Linked DNA regions of Oryctolagus cuniculus: region 1 is linked to region 2. The links are chromatin contacts, called in public Micro-C maps. All regions are on one chromosome and are shown on one strand. The core of a region is the stretch at or near the end of the contact, and the rest is flanking DNA. Distances in the headings are between cores, read along the strand shown. Region 1 holds the start of ASH2L (ASH2 like, histone lysine methyltransferase complex subunit). Region 2 holds the start of BRF2 (BRF2 general transcription factor IIIB subunit).

Region 1 (6,713 bases), core at 1,514-4,013, 150 kb before region 2:
CGGGGAAGCGCAAGGAGAGCTTTGCAAAAGAGAAAGGAACAGGGAAAAGACCTTCAGGATAAACAGGTCCAGCAGGGAGAGAAGAAATAACTAAAGGCAGGCTGGGGGCGGTGCTGTGGCACAGCAGGTTTAATTCCCGTCCTGCAGTACCGGCATCCCATATGGGCACAGGTTGGAGTCCCGGCTGTACCACTTTTCTGATCCAATTCCCTGCTGATGCACCTGGGAAAGCAGTAGAAGATGGCCCAAGTCCTTGGGCCCCTGCACCCACGAGGGAGACCCAGAAGAAGCTTTGGCTCCTGGCTTCAGACTGGCCCAGCTCCGGCCATTATGGCAATTTGGGGAGTGAACCAGTGGGTAGAAGACCTCTCTCTCTCTCGCTCTGTCTCTACTTCTGTTTGTAACTCTGTCAAATAAATAAAATAAATCTTAAAAAAAAAAAAAAAAAAAAAAAAAAAAGGCAGGTTGATCTCAGACTCAACTGAAACTAGCTTAGGGAATCCTCAAAGAGAAGTTTCCCAAGTAAGTGTTCAGCCCATGGCCACCACACAAGGAAGCAAGAAGCATCCGACCCATCTTTAACACTAAGTTCCCTTACCTTTGCCTCTGCTAGAACCTCTGGAGTTACACAGTTGGGATAAACTCACTCAGAGAGGGCAAAGCCTTGTGGGGAAGACAGGCAGATGCACAGAATTCAACCACAACTGGGTGTTCAGAACAAGCAGCTCCTGTTGTCTATCTCAGCCCTAAAAGACAATCAGCCCCTCCCACCCGGCTGGGCTTCAGGTGTCACTTCTCAAGTTAAGGGACACATGGGTCTCCCCAAAGCTACCAAAACTCTGAGTTGAGTTTGACTCTTCCCTGAATTCCTCCCAGTTCTCTCTCCAGTGAAGTCTCTCTCCTAGGCTCTCTCCAAATTCCTGCACATCTTTTTACCAAGACCAATTCTTTCTTCTCCATTTCTCAGTATTCTCTTTCTTTAAAAACAAATCCTCTATCTAGGGTGACCAGACACATGCTAATTGGGATATTAGCATTTCTAAGGCCCACTTCAACTTTTAAAAGGGAGGTATTTCTTCACTACCCGGCTGAGGGACCCTCTTATTTGTTAGTTTAATCAGACCATGAAGAACATGGCAGGCCATTCCAGGACTGAAAGCTCGGTGCTAGCTGTGTTCCTAGGGCAAGGAACAAGGCCTTTGTTTTCAGGATCTTAATTCACTGGAAGAGGTACCTGATGGAAACAGTCTTTGCCGAGACAGCTAAAGCAAACCTTTTCTCCTGCCAAGGGCTGTGTGGATATTTAGATCATCTGCAGGCCACACACAACCATCAGCTTCATTAGGTCGGAGCCCTAGGTAAGTGCGAGATCTATTGAGGGAGCCGAAACAGCTCCTGACCCAGCGCCCTACTCACCGAACAGGGGTTAGGACACGGTTAATACTGTGCGTGTATTCTGCCCGCACACTCTTCGACGGGTGCACACGCCGAGATTCACTCTACAGAGATTCTTACAAGACGACAAAATAAAGAGAGAGCACTCACGAAGTGTCGATGCCGAAGGTCTCCGCCGTGAACCATTTCGTACAGATGCCACACTGCAGCTCCACTTCCCCCAGCTGCCGGCAGTTCTCGTCCACCGAGCCCGCCTGCACGTCCATCACCTCCGACGTGTCCCCGGCGCCGTCCTGTGCCCACAGAGCAAGCCGAGAACCAAAGTGGCGCACTTGGCTGTGCTGCTGCCGCCTCCCTTAACATTCTTAAAGACAAATCCTACTCTGCCGGCAGACATCCAAAAGAGAAATACTTACTAGTGTATCCTTCCCATTCGCGGATTCCGTCTCTAAACCGCCGCTTATATCCGCCAAGCTGGCATCCCTGAGACAACGAAGACACACAAGCAAGGCTTTTCAGGGCAGACAGACCTCACACAAAACAACCAATGCACGGAGCGCCGCCTCAGCTTTTTCTGCCGGGCCACGGTCTGGGCACCATGGACCGGGTGGGTGTCCAAGGAGACCGCGAGCCCGCGGCAGCGGGGACGCCTCCGGGCCCCGGCGCTCAGGTCTAGCGCCGGACCTGGAAGAGGTGCACAGGACGCAGCGCCCCGGTGCTCAGAGGGGCCGCTCCTTCTCCCAGGGTGGCGCCCGAGACTCCTGCTACCGAGAGCGACGTGCAAGCCTCCTCCCGAGGCGCCAGCACCTTGGCCCTCGCGCGGCCTCGGACGCGGTCGGAGGAGGCAGGACGAGCCGGGCCGTTGGCCGCAGGCCTAGGTTCGGTTCGGAGGGGCGGGCGGGAGCGAGCCCGGGAGCCGCGGGATTCTAAGGGGGGCGGGCCTCCCCTCGCGCGTCCTCCCCGGGGCCGCGGGACGCCTTACCCACTCTCAGCTTCTCCCGAGCTGGGCTCCGCCGCGGGGGCAGCAGACGTCCCCTCTCCAGCCGGGGCGGCTGCTACTGGTGCCGCCGGCTTCGTCTCTCCGTCTTCTGCAGCTGCTGCATTTGCAGCCGCTCCCGGGCCGGGCCCGGCACCTGCTCCCGGGCTGGGTCCAGTTCCCGCCGCCGCCATGCCTGCCGCCTTCCGGACTTCTCGCGAGAACACACCCTCCGTCTCGCGCAAGTTGCGGCCTGGCGCCGTAGTCTTCAAACGGCCAAGGCCCGGGGTGGGGCCTCCGCCTGTCTGAGGAGTACGCGCTCGGGGCCCGCCCGCTTTAAGGCCGGGAGGGCGGGGCTGCGGTGACCGCCGGTGGCGCCCGGTGAGGGCGGAGCGGGCTTGACTGTCAGTTACTTCTCCGCGTCGGGAACGGACGCTGCGCGTTTCTGTGGCTGAGAGTGGCAGTCACGGCGCGGACGAAGGGCCGTGGCCGCGCTCCCCGGCCCCCGACATGTGGGGAACGTCTTCCAGAGAGACCGGTGCTCGCTGCGCCCCTGTTGGGTCGGCTGCCGGCGAGCGCGTTTACAAGGTCCGCAGAGGTGAACGCACGCCGCGCAAGTGAGGACGGGCGGGGGCGTGGCCAAGAAAAAGCCGGGGAGGGGGAGGGGTGGGGGGAGAGGGGTAGGAGGAGGAGGGGGAAGGAGGAAGGAGGAGGGGGAGGAAGGAAAGGATGAGGAAGGGGAGGGGTTGGGGGGAGAGTTGGAGGAGGGGTGGGGGGAAGGAGGAGGGGGAGGAAGGAAAGGATGAGGAAGGGGAGGAGGGAAGGAGGGGGAAGGAGGGAGGAGGGGTGGGGGGAGGGAGAGGGAGGGGAAGCTTGGGATAGGGATGCCAAGGGCCAGGGCTGACAGCGAGCGCAGGTGCACAGTAGCTGGTCGCTGCGTAGCTACGGGCTCAGGACTCCGGAACCCACACCCGTGGGACCGCTGGGCCAGGACGGGTCCCCCGGAGATCGAGCCCGTTTCCTGAAGAGTGGCCCACGGATGCACCCACAGGTCTGCTGCAGCCCGCGTCCGAGGTCACTTGGAATGTGAGTCTCCAGGGCTGCAGACACAACCCTTCGAAAGGCCCGGCTATTTTGATCCCCTCCCCTCCCCTCCGCTCCTGTTTGAAAGGCTGGGTGAGAGAGAGGGGAGTCGATGCATCTTCTCTCCGCTGGGTCACTCCCCAGCCGCCCCGGTCCCGGGTCCTTTGACAGACTTAAAGGAAAGCTCAGTGAGTTACCAGCTGGTGATTTGAAAGCCTGGTAGTGATGAATGTTGATCCCTGAAGAAGAGACAGGATGCTTGCACAGGCCAGCTCCCCCACAGTATTAACTGCAGTGGTGGTTTCAACTTGCTCATCAGGGAGTCTGGGCTACACTTACTGGTTTGCTTCTGGTAAACAAGGTTTTGTAGCAGGTCGTGGACTAGGACTGGGCCCCTGCAACAGGACCCGGCCGATTAGCAGGTTGCCGGATTCCCTCTAGCTCTGACCAATTAAGTAGTTAAATCATAACCGATTGGGCCGGCGCTGTGGCACACTGGGTTAAAGCCCTGGCCTGAAGCGCCGGCATCCCATATGGACGCCGGTTTGAGTCCTGGCTGCTCCTCTTCTGATCCAGCTCTCTGCTATGGCCTAGGCTAAAATAGCCCAGTTCTTGGGCCCTTGCACCTGTGTGGGAGTCTCAGAAGATGCTCCTGGCTCCTGGCTTCAGATCGGCACAGCTCTGGCCATTGCGGCCATCTGGGGAGTGAACCAGCGGATGTAAGACCTCTCTCTCTCTCTCTGTCTCTACCTCTCTCTCTGTCTTTCAAATAAATAAATCTTCTAAAAAAATTATAATCGATTGATTGACTAGGCTGAAGCCAGCTAAGGTGTTTTTTATGCCTCACTTCCATCTTGAATGAGGGCTGTCATCACATTGTGGGTTGGAGGTCTCAGAACCAGCTCTTGTTCTGCACATAAAGTCTGTAAACTCTGTGTGACATAATTCCCTGAAGAATTTCACTTTCTAATGTGTATTCAAGAGGCTCTGGCAAAGATCTTCCCATCCTGTTGGAAGCCACCGCTCGCCTGGCTCCTAGCTTTCTTCTGCTTTCCTACCTGCTGGACTGCCCGCCTGCTCCGCCTCACGTCCATATCCGTTACATCAGAGCCCACGTAAAGTCACTGTCTCTCCTGCAAAAGCTTTTGCTTCACGCAGTTTTCGTGCCGGCACGTGGGATCCGGCGGTCCTCAGTTACAAACTAAAATGGCTTCTTGTGGACCCACAGGGCCCACAATCCCATTTGGCCATTCAGGGAGTGGACTGTGGGGGTCAATCTCTTTCTCTTCCTCTCTTTTATGCTGCCTTTCAAATCAATCTTTTTAAAGACTTATTTATTTGAAAGGCAGAGTTAGATACAGAGAGGTCTTCCATCCGCTGTTTCACTCCCACAGATGGCTGCAATGGCCAGAGCTGGGCCACGCTGAAGCCAGGAACCAGGAGCTTCATCTGGGTCTCTATGTGGGTGCAGGGTCCCGAGCACGCAGGCCATCTTCTGCTGCCAGGCAGGCACCTTAGCAGGGAGCCAGGTCAGACGTAGAGCAGCCAGGATCAGAGCCCATCTGGGATCTGGTATCTCAGATAGAGCTTAATCTGCACCACAACATTGACCCTAATAAAGTAAATCTAAAAAACATGTTCGAAAGCAAACCAATGCCCCACTCCGTGGTCAGTTTGTTTTTTGCCTATCTACATATTTTTTAAAGATTTAGTTATTTATTTGAAAGGCAGATTTACAGAGATGCAAAAGAGAGAGAGAGAGAGAAGCCTTCTAGGGCCAGTGCTGTGGTGCAGTGGGTTAATGCCCTGGCCTGAAGCGCCGGCATCCCATATGGGCGCAGGTTCAAGACCTGGCTGCTCCACTTCCGATCCAGTCTCTGCTATGGCCTGGGAAAGCAGTGGAAGGTGGCCCAAACCCTTGGGCCCCTGCACCCACGTGGGAGACCCAGAAGAAGCTCTTGGCTCCTGGGTTTGGATTGGCACAGCTCCGGTCATTGCGGCCATCTGGGGAGTGAACCATAGGATGAAAGGCCACTCTCTCTCTTTCTCTCTGCCTCTCATCTCTTTGTGTAACTCTGACTTTCAAATAAATAAAAATAAATATTTAAATAAAAACCATCACTCTCATTTAAAAAAAGAAAGAGGAGCCTTCCATCTGCTGATTCACTCCCCAAATGGCTGCAACAGCAAGAGTTGCACCGATCTGAAGCCAGGATCCAGGAGGCCCTCCTGGGTTCCCACACGGGTGCAGGGGCCCAAGGAGCTGGGCCATCTTCTACTGCTTTCCCAGGCCATAGCAGAGCTGGATTGGAAGAGGAGCATCCAGGACTCGAACTGGTGCCCATATGGGATGCTGGCACTTCAGGCAGCCGCTTTACCCACTACACCACAGCACTGTCCTGCCTCTATTTCTTTTCTTGAGCTATCTTCTCTGCCTTGAACAACAAATTTTTTTTTTTTTAAAAGAAGGCAAAACAGTATTATAGCTGCTGTCTCATCCCATAGGATTTAATTATTTTGGATGAAGTTAATAAATGTAAAAAACAATTTTTTTTAGCTGATGGATCTACTTGAGAAGAATAAAAGGAGCATTAAAAACACCCCCGCAGCAGGTGTTTAGGCCAGCATGGTCCCACCCTGGAGTGCTGGCCAGCTGACAAGTTGGGATCAGCAACGCTGTCGTGCTGATCCTGTGCCTCTGCCTGGGAGAGCTCGTCCTCATCCTCGGAGGACAGCAAGGAAGCTGCCGCACTCCAGGTGAAGAATCAAGATCTAGAGTGCACAGGAGGCAGAAGAGTTGTGGGTCGAAGGCCCTGGTGGAGATGAATGGGACATCCTGTTAACAGTCACTCCTGATTGAATGGCATTGCCAGCTAGCTCTCAGCCATAGCAGAGTGGTGACGCCATGCGGTTCCTCTGGGGTTTGAGGTCCCCCAGCCTCGGGCTGGAGGAGTGGAGGTGCCAGAGCACACGCTGCAAGGTGCTCCCACAGAAAACTCTCCCCCGCCAGGGGATGCGACGGCCCCTCCCATTGCCGAAGGTTGATCTGCTTCAGCTGTCATCTTGGAGAAAAGGGGGAAGAAGTCGTGCTGCATCCCCCCCCCCCCCAGTCAGATTAGTGTAATCGGTGAGTGAATCCAGAGTGTGGCAAAGTTCATCAGGCCTGAAGGGCATTTGATTAAGGAGCTGACCTTGGGGGTCACCTTTTTTTTTTTTTTTATTTGACAGGCAGAGTGGACAGTGAGAGAGAGAGACAGAG
Region 2 (6,811 bases), core at 2,874-5,373:
GTCAGAAGCGTCTGTAACGGTGGAAGAGGCCCTGAGGACAGCGGGTCTGTAGCGGTGGAAGAGGCCCTGAGGACAGCGGGTCTGTCCTGGAGCACGGCAAACTCCCACGGCAGCAGATTCCTTCCTGAGTGAGTGGAGAGCGCCACCTTCTGGCAGGCTCCCGCCCTGCTTGTGCCCCGCCTGCCCGGGGCTGAGGACAAGGCTCTTCCTGAACCAGTGCTTTCCGTACAGGGTGTGCGGGAGACTTGGAAAAGAGAACCACTCTTCTGCCCTTTAACCTGGGTGCAGACCATAAAGCCACCCTCCCACCTCAAGTGAGCAATGTTGAGGAAAGCGGAATCGAAACCCCACTTTTTTTTTTTTTGAAAGGTAGAGTTAGAGAGAGAGAGAGACAGAGAGAAAGGTCTTCCTTCCGTTGGTTCACCCCCCAAATGGCTGCTACGGCTGGCGCTGGGCCGATCCGAAGCCAGGAGCCAGGTGCTTCTCCTGGTCTCCCATGGGGTGCAGGGCCCAAGCACCTGGGCCATCCTCCACTGCACTCCCTGGCCACAGCAGAGAGCTGGACTGGAAGAGGAGCAACCGGGACAGAATCCGGCACCTCAACCAGGACTAGAACCCGGAGTGCCAGCGCCGCAAGGCGGAGGATTAGCCTAGTGAGCCGTGGCGCTGGCCGAAATCCTACTTAAAAAGTTTTTTTTAAAAAAAATTTGAGAGGTGAACAGAGACAAAGTTCCAAAGCCAGGAACCTGGAATTCCATCTGGGTCTCCCACATGGGTGCAGGGCCCCAAGCACTTGGGCCATCTGCCTCTGCTTTCCCTGAGCTCATTAGCAGGGAGCTGGACCGGAAGTGGAGCAGCTGGGACTCGAACTGGCGCCCCTATGGGATGCTGGCACTATAGGCAGTGGCTTTACTTGCTATGCCATGGTATTGGCCCCAATCTATTGCTCTTCTAAAGGAAGCAATTGCGGGGAGCAGGCTCTCGATGCAGTGGCTAAGGATGCCCACATCCCATGTGAGAGTGCTGGGGTGCAAGTCTCCTGGCCCCACTCCCCATTCCAGCTTCCTGCTAATGCACACCCTGGGAGGCAGCAGGTGAGGGCTCAAGCACCTGGGTCTCTGCCCCCTGCATGGGAGATCTGAACCAAGTTCTCAGCTCCCAGCTGTGGCCTGATCCAGCCCTCGGCATTGCAGGCATTTGGGTCGTGAACAGCAGATGGGAGATCTACCTGTGTATTTCTTTCAAATACATTTTAAAACTAAACAAAAAAAAAATTAAAAGACAAAACAAAAAAGGACAAAGAAAGCAGCTTTAACCTGCATCTTATTCCTCAAGGAGAGACTTGGTCAAGGGGCTGAGCAGACATCTTTATTATCCCTCAAGTCTGCACGAGACCTATGCATTTCCTGTTCTCATAGTACTGTCTACCCCACTCTGCATGCTAGAACGTCTGCAAATGCCAGGGGCCTGTCTGCAGCTCCCCCTGTCGGCTGAGAGATGGAACTCCACCCCGTGTTCCCCACGCACCAGGACTCTGCTGCTCTCTGGGACTTCCTCTGGCTGGCTAGTTGGTTCAACATTCTTGTTTTTCACATACAACAGATCATACAACTCTCAAGTACAAACATAGCTATTTGTAATGAGTGATATTAGACTTACGAGAACATATACTCTTGGGGCAGGTGCCTAAGCCTGGTGGTTAAGACATTGGTTAGGATGCCTGCGTTGTGCCTCGATTTGAGTCCTGGCTGTGGCCCCCGACTCCAGCTTCCTGCTAATGCAAATCCTGCAGGACAGAGTGATGACTCAGTAATCGGGTTCCTGCCACCCACATGGGGGATCTGGATTGAGTTTCTGCCTTCCGGCTTCTGACAGGCCCAGCCCCTGCAGTTGTGGGCATTTGGGAACTGAACCAGGGGATGGGGGCACTCTTCCTCCCCACCCTTCACCTCTCAAAAACTAAAAATCACATACAAAGAACATATAGGGATTGCACTGTGGCTTACACTGCTACTTGGGCTCCGCATCCCATTTGGGAGTTGTCGCCTAGGATTGAGTCCCGCCTCGCCTTCCAATCCAGCTTCCTGCTGATGCACCTGGGAAACAGCAGAAAATGACGCAGGTACTGGGATTCCTGCCATCCATGGGGAGATCTGGATGGAGTTCCCGGCTCCTGACTTCAGTCTGGCCCATTCCTGGCTACTGTAGACATTTGGGAAGTGATCCAGCAGATGAAAGATCTCTCTCTCTCTCTCTCTCTCTCTCTCTCTCTCTCTCCCCCCTCCTCCTCCTCTGTGAGTGTGTCATTGTCATATGCCTTTCAAATAAATTTTTAAAAACCTGTTTTTAGCTCATATTCAAACATAATATATAATCTGTCTTATCCCATTTGTGCTGCTGCTACAACAGAGCAGGTACCTTGTGAAGAACAGACATTTATTTTCTCATAATTCCAGAGACGAGGAAACCCAAGGTCAAGGCACCCACCCTCTGATGAGAGCTGCTCTCTGCTTCCAAAATGCACTCTTGAAGGCTGCATCCCGCTAGGGGCCGACACTGCCCCCACGTGGCAGAAGGTGGAAGAGCTAAAGGACCAAACCCAGCTTGCAAGTTTGGCTCAATTCCCAGGGTCAGGGCCCACATAACCCAAACCCTTCTCCCAAGGCAGCCCCCCTCCACACACACTGCTGCACTGGGGGTTGTTTCCCCAACACATGAATTCTGGGGAACACAGTCAGACCGCGGCACCAGATTTCTAAGGTTGGTTTTGGTTAATGTCACCGCTAGAGGTGAGATTTCTTGGAACTGGTTTGAACTAGACCATAGCAGACTAGGAGCTTCAGAGCCAGAATCCTGGAGCATCTTAAGGCTCAAGGTTGGGCCGGGGCTGTGGCGTAGCGGGTAAAGCTGCCGCCTGCAGTGCCAGCATCCCTTATCGATGCTGGTTCAAGACCCGTCTTCTCCACTTCTGATCCAGCTCTCTGCTATGGCCCGGGAAAGCAGTAGAAGATGTCCCAAGTCCTTGGGCCCCTGAACCCACATGGGAGACCTGGAAGAAGCTCCAGCTGTTGCAGCCAATTGGGGAGTGAACCAGCAGATGGAAGACCTCTCTCTCTCTCTCTGCCTCTCCTTCTCTCTGTGTAACTCTGACTTTCAAATAAATAAATCTTTAAAAAAAAAAAAAAAGCCCAAGGCTTTAAAATCTCCTGAGTCTGCGTATGCCCTTGAGTCTATCAAAAACCTCACCACTCCACGTTCTTTCACTCCAAATTCTGGCAGAAATTCCTTCTCTGGCTTTCCCAAAGCATTGGAGTTTGCCCCTGGATTTTAACTCAATGTCCTCATTTTTTTCTTTTATATTTATTTTTTATTTATTTGACAGGCAGAGTTAGGGGGCAGCAGGGAGAGAGAGAGAGATTGAGAGAGAAGGAATCTTCTATCTGCTGGTTCTCTCTCTAAATAGCTGCAACGGCCAGAGCTGGGCCAGGTGAGCATCTTCCGGGTCTCCCAGGTGGGTGCAGGGGCCCAGGCACTTGAACTATCTTCTGCTGCTTTCCCAGGTGCATTAGAAGGGAGCTGGATCAAAGGTGGAGCAGCTGGGACTTGAACTGGTGCCCATATGGGATACCGGCACTGCAGGCGGAGGATTAGCCCGCTGTGTCACAGCAATGGCCCCTCAACGGCCCTCATTTTACAGTTGGGTAAAGGACACTCACACTTCCTTGGGAAGCAGCCCGGGAAAGTAGAATAGCATGTCCTGCTTTCCTGCTACGTAATTTTTCCTTTTAGAGATAGACTTTATACTACAGCCAAAATCAACGGAAAAAGAAGTGGGGAATCCGCGAGTCCCCTAGCGCTTAAGCGCGAGGGTTGTTGGGGATGACAAAAATTTTTAGTCTGTTGTACTTGTCCATAAAGGCAGAATGTTCATCCAAATTCAACGCCACCAGTCTGATCCACATCAAACTACGTTGAGGACCGGAGCAGTTTAGTCCAGGATCCTTCTCTCCTAGCTCATGTTCCTATCGGAGTCTAGACAGGCACAGACCGGAAGTGACTCTCAGTCGCGGGGCGGGGCCGGAGCGAAGTACCTATCCCGGCGGCTCTTTGGCCGGAAGAGGAAGGTGCAGCTGTTAAAAGGGTCCCCTTCCAGTTCCAGCCGCGCTGTGGTTGTCGCTGGCTCTCGAGGCGGCGGCGGCGCCAGTTGCGGCGGCGTGTTGTGAGATGCCGGGCGGAGGCCGCTGTCCCGAGTGCGGCTCGGCTGAGCTTGTGGAAGACTCGCACTATTCGCAGAGCCAGCTGGTGTGTTCCGACTGTGGCTGCGTGGTCACTGAGGGGACCCTTACCACCACCTACAGCGACGAGGGCCACCTCCGAGGTACCTGTGCGGGTCCTTGCCTGGGGTCGATGGGGTAGGGGGGGATAGCGCGCGTTCCCTAGCTCCGCGCTCCTTGTCCCGCGCAGCCCTGAATACGGGAGCAGACGGGCTTCTGCAGGCGGCCAGGGACTCCCATTCGCGGGTTCCCCACGCACCCAGGTTCGTCCTGGGTACAAGGAACGTTGAATAAACGAAACAGAAACCAGTTCCGCTCGACCTGCCCGGTCTGGTCGTGGTGGACGGTCGTGGGTCAGTTCCTTGCAACTATAGCACGTTAGGGTTAGGGTTAGGGTTACGGTTTGTTTAACCGAAGAGCTTTTCATTGGCACAAATACTCCCTCTTTTTTTTTTTTTTTTCCCCTCCCTTTGCATTGCTTTTCAAATCCCTGACTAGTCCAAAATCCAAAAATCCGCAGCCAGGAAAATTGCTTGGGTTGGGTGTAAAAGAGAGAGACTGAAAAGCTGGTGCTCTTTAGAGAGACTGCTGTGGTACCAGCCTTCCTCGAACTCCGTATCTGAGACTGCTGTGGACGGATTGCGGGCAGGGCAGGGCAGGGCAGGGCAGGGGTGGAGAGAGCTGGGCTTGTGTCCCAGTGGGCTAAGCTGCTGCGTGGGACACCTGCAGCCTGTCCCAGTCCCAGCGACCTACTCTGCATCAGATCCAGCTCCCTGCGAATGCTGCCTGGATGATGGCTCCCGTGCCCGGTCCCTGCTGCTCCTGGGGGAGACCCAGGTGGAGTTCCAGGCTCCTGACCTTAGTCTGGCCCGGCCCTGGCTTGGTGGGCATTTGGGGAGCGAACCGGCAGAGGGACGATCTCTCTCTGTCTCTTTCCGTCTTTGTCTCTGTGCCTTCCAAGTAGATGAAAATAAAATCAAAGCTAAGTTTCAGAGCTGCTCGGAGACTGGAATTCTGCCCCTGGCCCTGGTGTGGGTGCGGGAGCGGGGCTGTGATGCGGGAGGGCTGAGCGTGTTGTTTCTTGTCCGTGATCTTGCAGAAGTCACGTATTCTCGGAGCACAGGGGAAAGCGAGCAGGCGAGCCGCAGCCAGCAGCGAGGTGAGAGTCAACCTTCTACGGCGCAGTGGCTGTCACGGGAGCTGCCCCGTGGGCCCCACCGGCGGCCTTCCTCTCCTGTTTTCAGCATCACTCGTGTCGGGTAGAGTAGAATGGTGGGTGATGAGCAAGGCCGGAGACGGCTCCGAGAGTGGCAGCGCGTCCGTCTAAGTGTTGGGTCTGCTCAGCATGTTCGAGGTTGCCTCGAGGAGCCTGGATCAAACCAGCCTTCAAACGGCAGTGGGCTGAAGTGTGACTTCTTGCCACCGAGGTGTTTGCGCCTTTAGAATGACTACAGGGGGGCCGGCGTTGTGGCGTAGCGTGTTAAACTGCCTCCTGTGACACCAGCATCCCGTATGGGTGCCAGTTTGAATCCTGGCTGCTCCGCTTCTGAGCCAGCTCCCTGCTCACATGCTTGGGAAAGTAGCAGAGGATGGCCTAAGTGCCTGGGCTCCTGCACCCACGTGGGAGACCCAGATGAAGCCCCTGGCTTCAGCCTGGCCCAGTCCTGGCCATGCAGCCATCTGGGGAGTGAACCAGTAGATGGGAGACCTTTGTCTCTCCGTCTCTCCCACTATGTAACTCTGCCTTTCAAATTAAATAAATAAATAAATATATTTTACTTAAAAAATAAAAGCAGTGGCTTCCCCAGGCGTCGCTCCTGTGGGTGCAGAAAGATCAGTTATGTGTGCATCCGTTATCCGAGGCTAGCTTAGCAGAATATGCCGGGTGCTGCACAGGCGCTCCCGTGCCCACTCTAACTCCTGCCATGGGTCTCCCAAGGTCTCCGCCGAGTGAGAGACCTGTGCCGCGTTCTGCAGTTGCCACCGACATTTGAGGACACGGCGGTCGCCTACTATCGGCAGGCGTACCGGCACTCCGGCATCCGCGCCGCCAGGCTGCAGAAGAAGGAGGTGCTGGTTGGGTGCTGCGTCCTCATCACCTGCCGGCAGCATAACTGGCCGCTCACCATGGGGACCATCTGCACCCTGCTCTACGCAGACCTGGACGTGTTTTCCAGCACCTACCTGCAGATGGTGAAGCTGCTGGGGCTGGACGTGCCGTCCCTGTGCCTGGCAGACTTGGTGAAGACCTACTGTAGCAGGTGCCTGGGGCGGGGTGGGGCGGGGCGGGTCCCGAGACCTGAAGTCCTGCCTGTGGCTGTCTCTGACCACAGCCCACCTAAAAGGGCGTGGGAGGAAAACATCCTGTACCGTGCCTGCTACTAGGGGGGCTGACAGCACTGTGCGTTTCTAGAGTGCTGTGCTTTTCAAACCTCTCTGCCTCCCCAGCAACCTAATGACATAGGACGCGTGGGTGTTAGCCTTGGCACAGGGCTGCTCGGGGCTGCGTGCGGCAGCCTGGGCTCGGCAGGTTGTCT

The links. Hi-C and Micro-C count contacts between places; a contact is called where the count stands out from the background.
Region 1: a Micro-C map of ear pinna shows a contact between it and region 2, with 4 times the contacts expected there. The contact joins the promoter of ASH2L here to the promoter of BRF2 in region 2. A contact is called at or near these places in 3 of 6 Hi-C or Micro-C datasets (ear pinna, psoas muscle and an unstated tissue).

Annotation. Positions count from the first base shown.
Region 1 is chr2:87,844,199-87,850,911 of mOryCun1.1, reverse strand. ASH2L (ASH2 like, histone lysine methyltransferase complex subunit) reads right to left here and starts at 2,763. Exons shown (of 17, transcript XM_051832371.2): 1 at 2,378-2,763; 2 at 1,812-1,878; 3 at 1,546-1,688. The coding sequence starts at 2,565. LOC127487276 (a long non-coding RNA gene) reads left to right here and starts at 2,750. Exons shown (of 2, transcript XR_011386367.1): 1 at 2,750-2,988; 2 at 6,012-6,713.
Region 2 is chr2:87,698,607-87,705,417 of mOryCun1.1, reverse strand. It overlaps BRF2 (BRF2 general transcription factor IIIB subunit), which reads left to right and starts at 4,123. Exons shown (of 4, transcript XM_002720786.5): 1 at 4,123-4,378; 2 at 5,374-5,433; 3 at 6,214-6,535. The coding sequence starts at 4,225.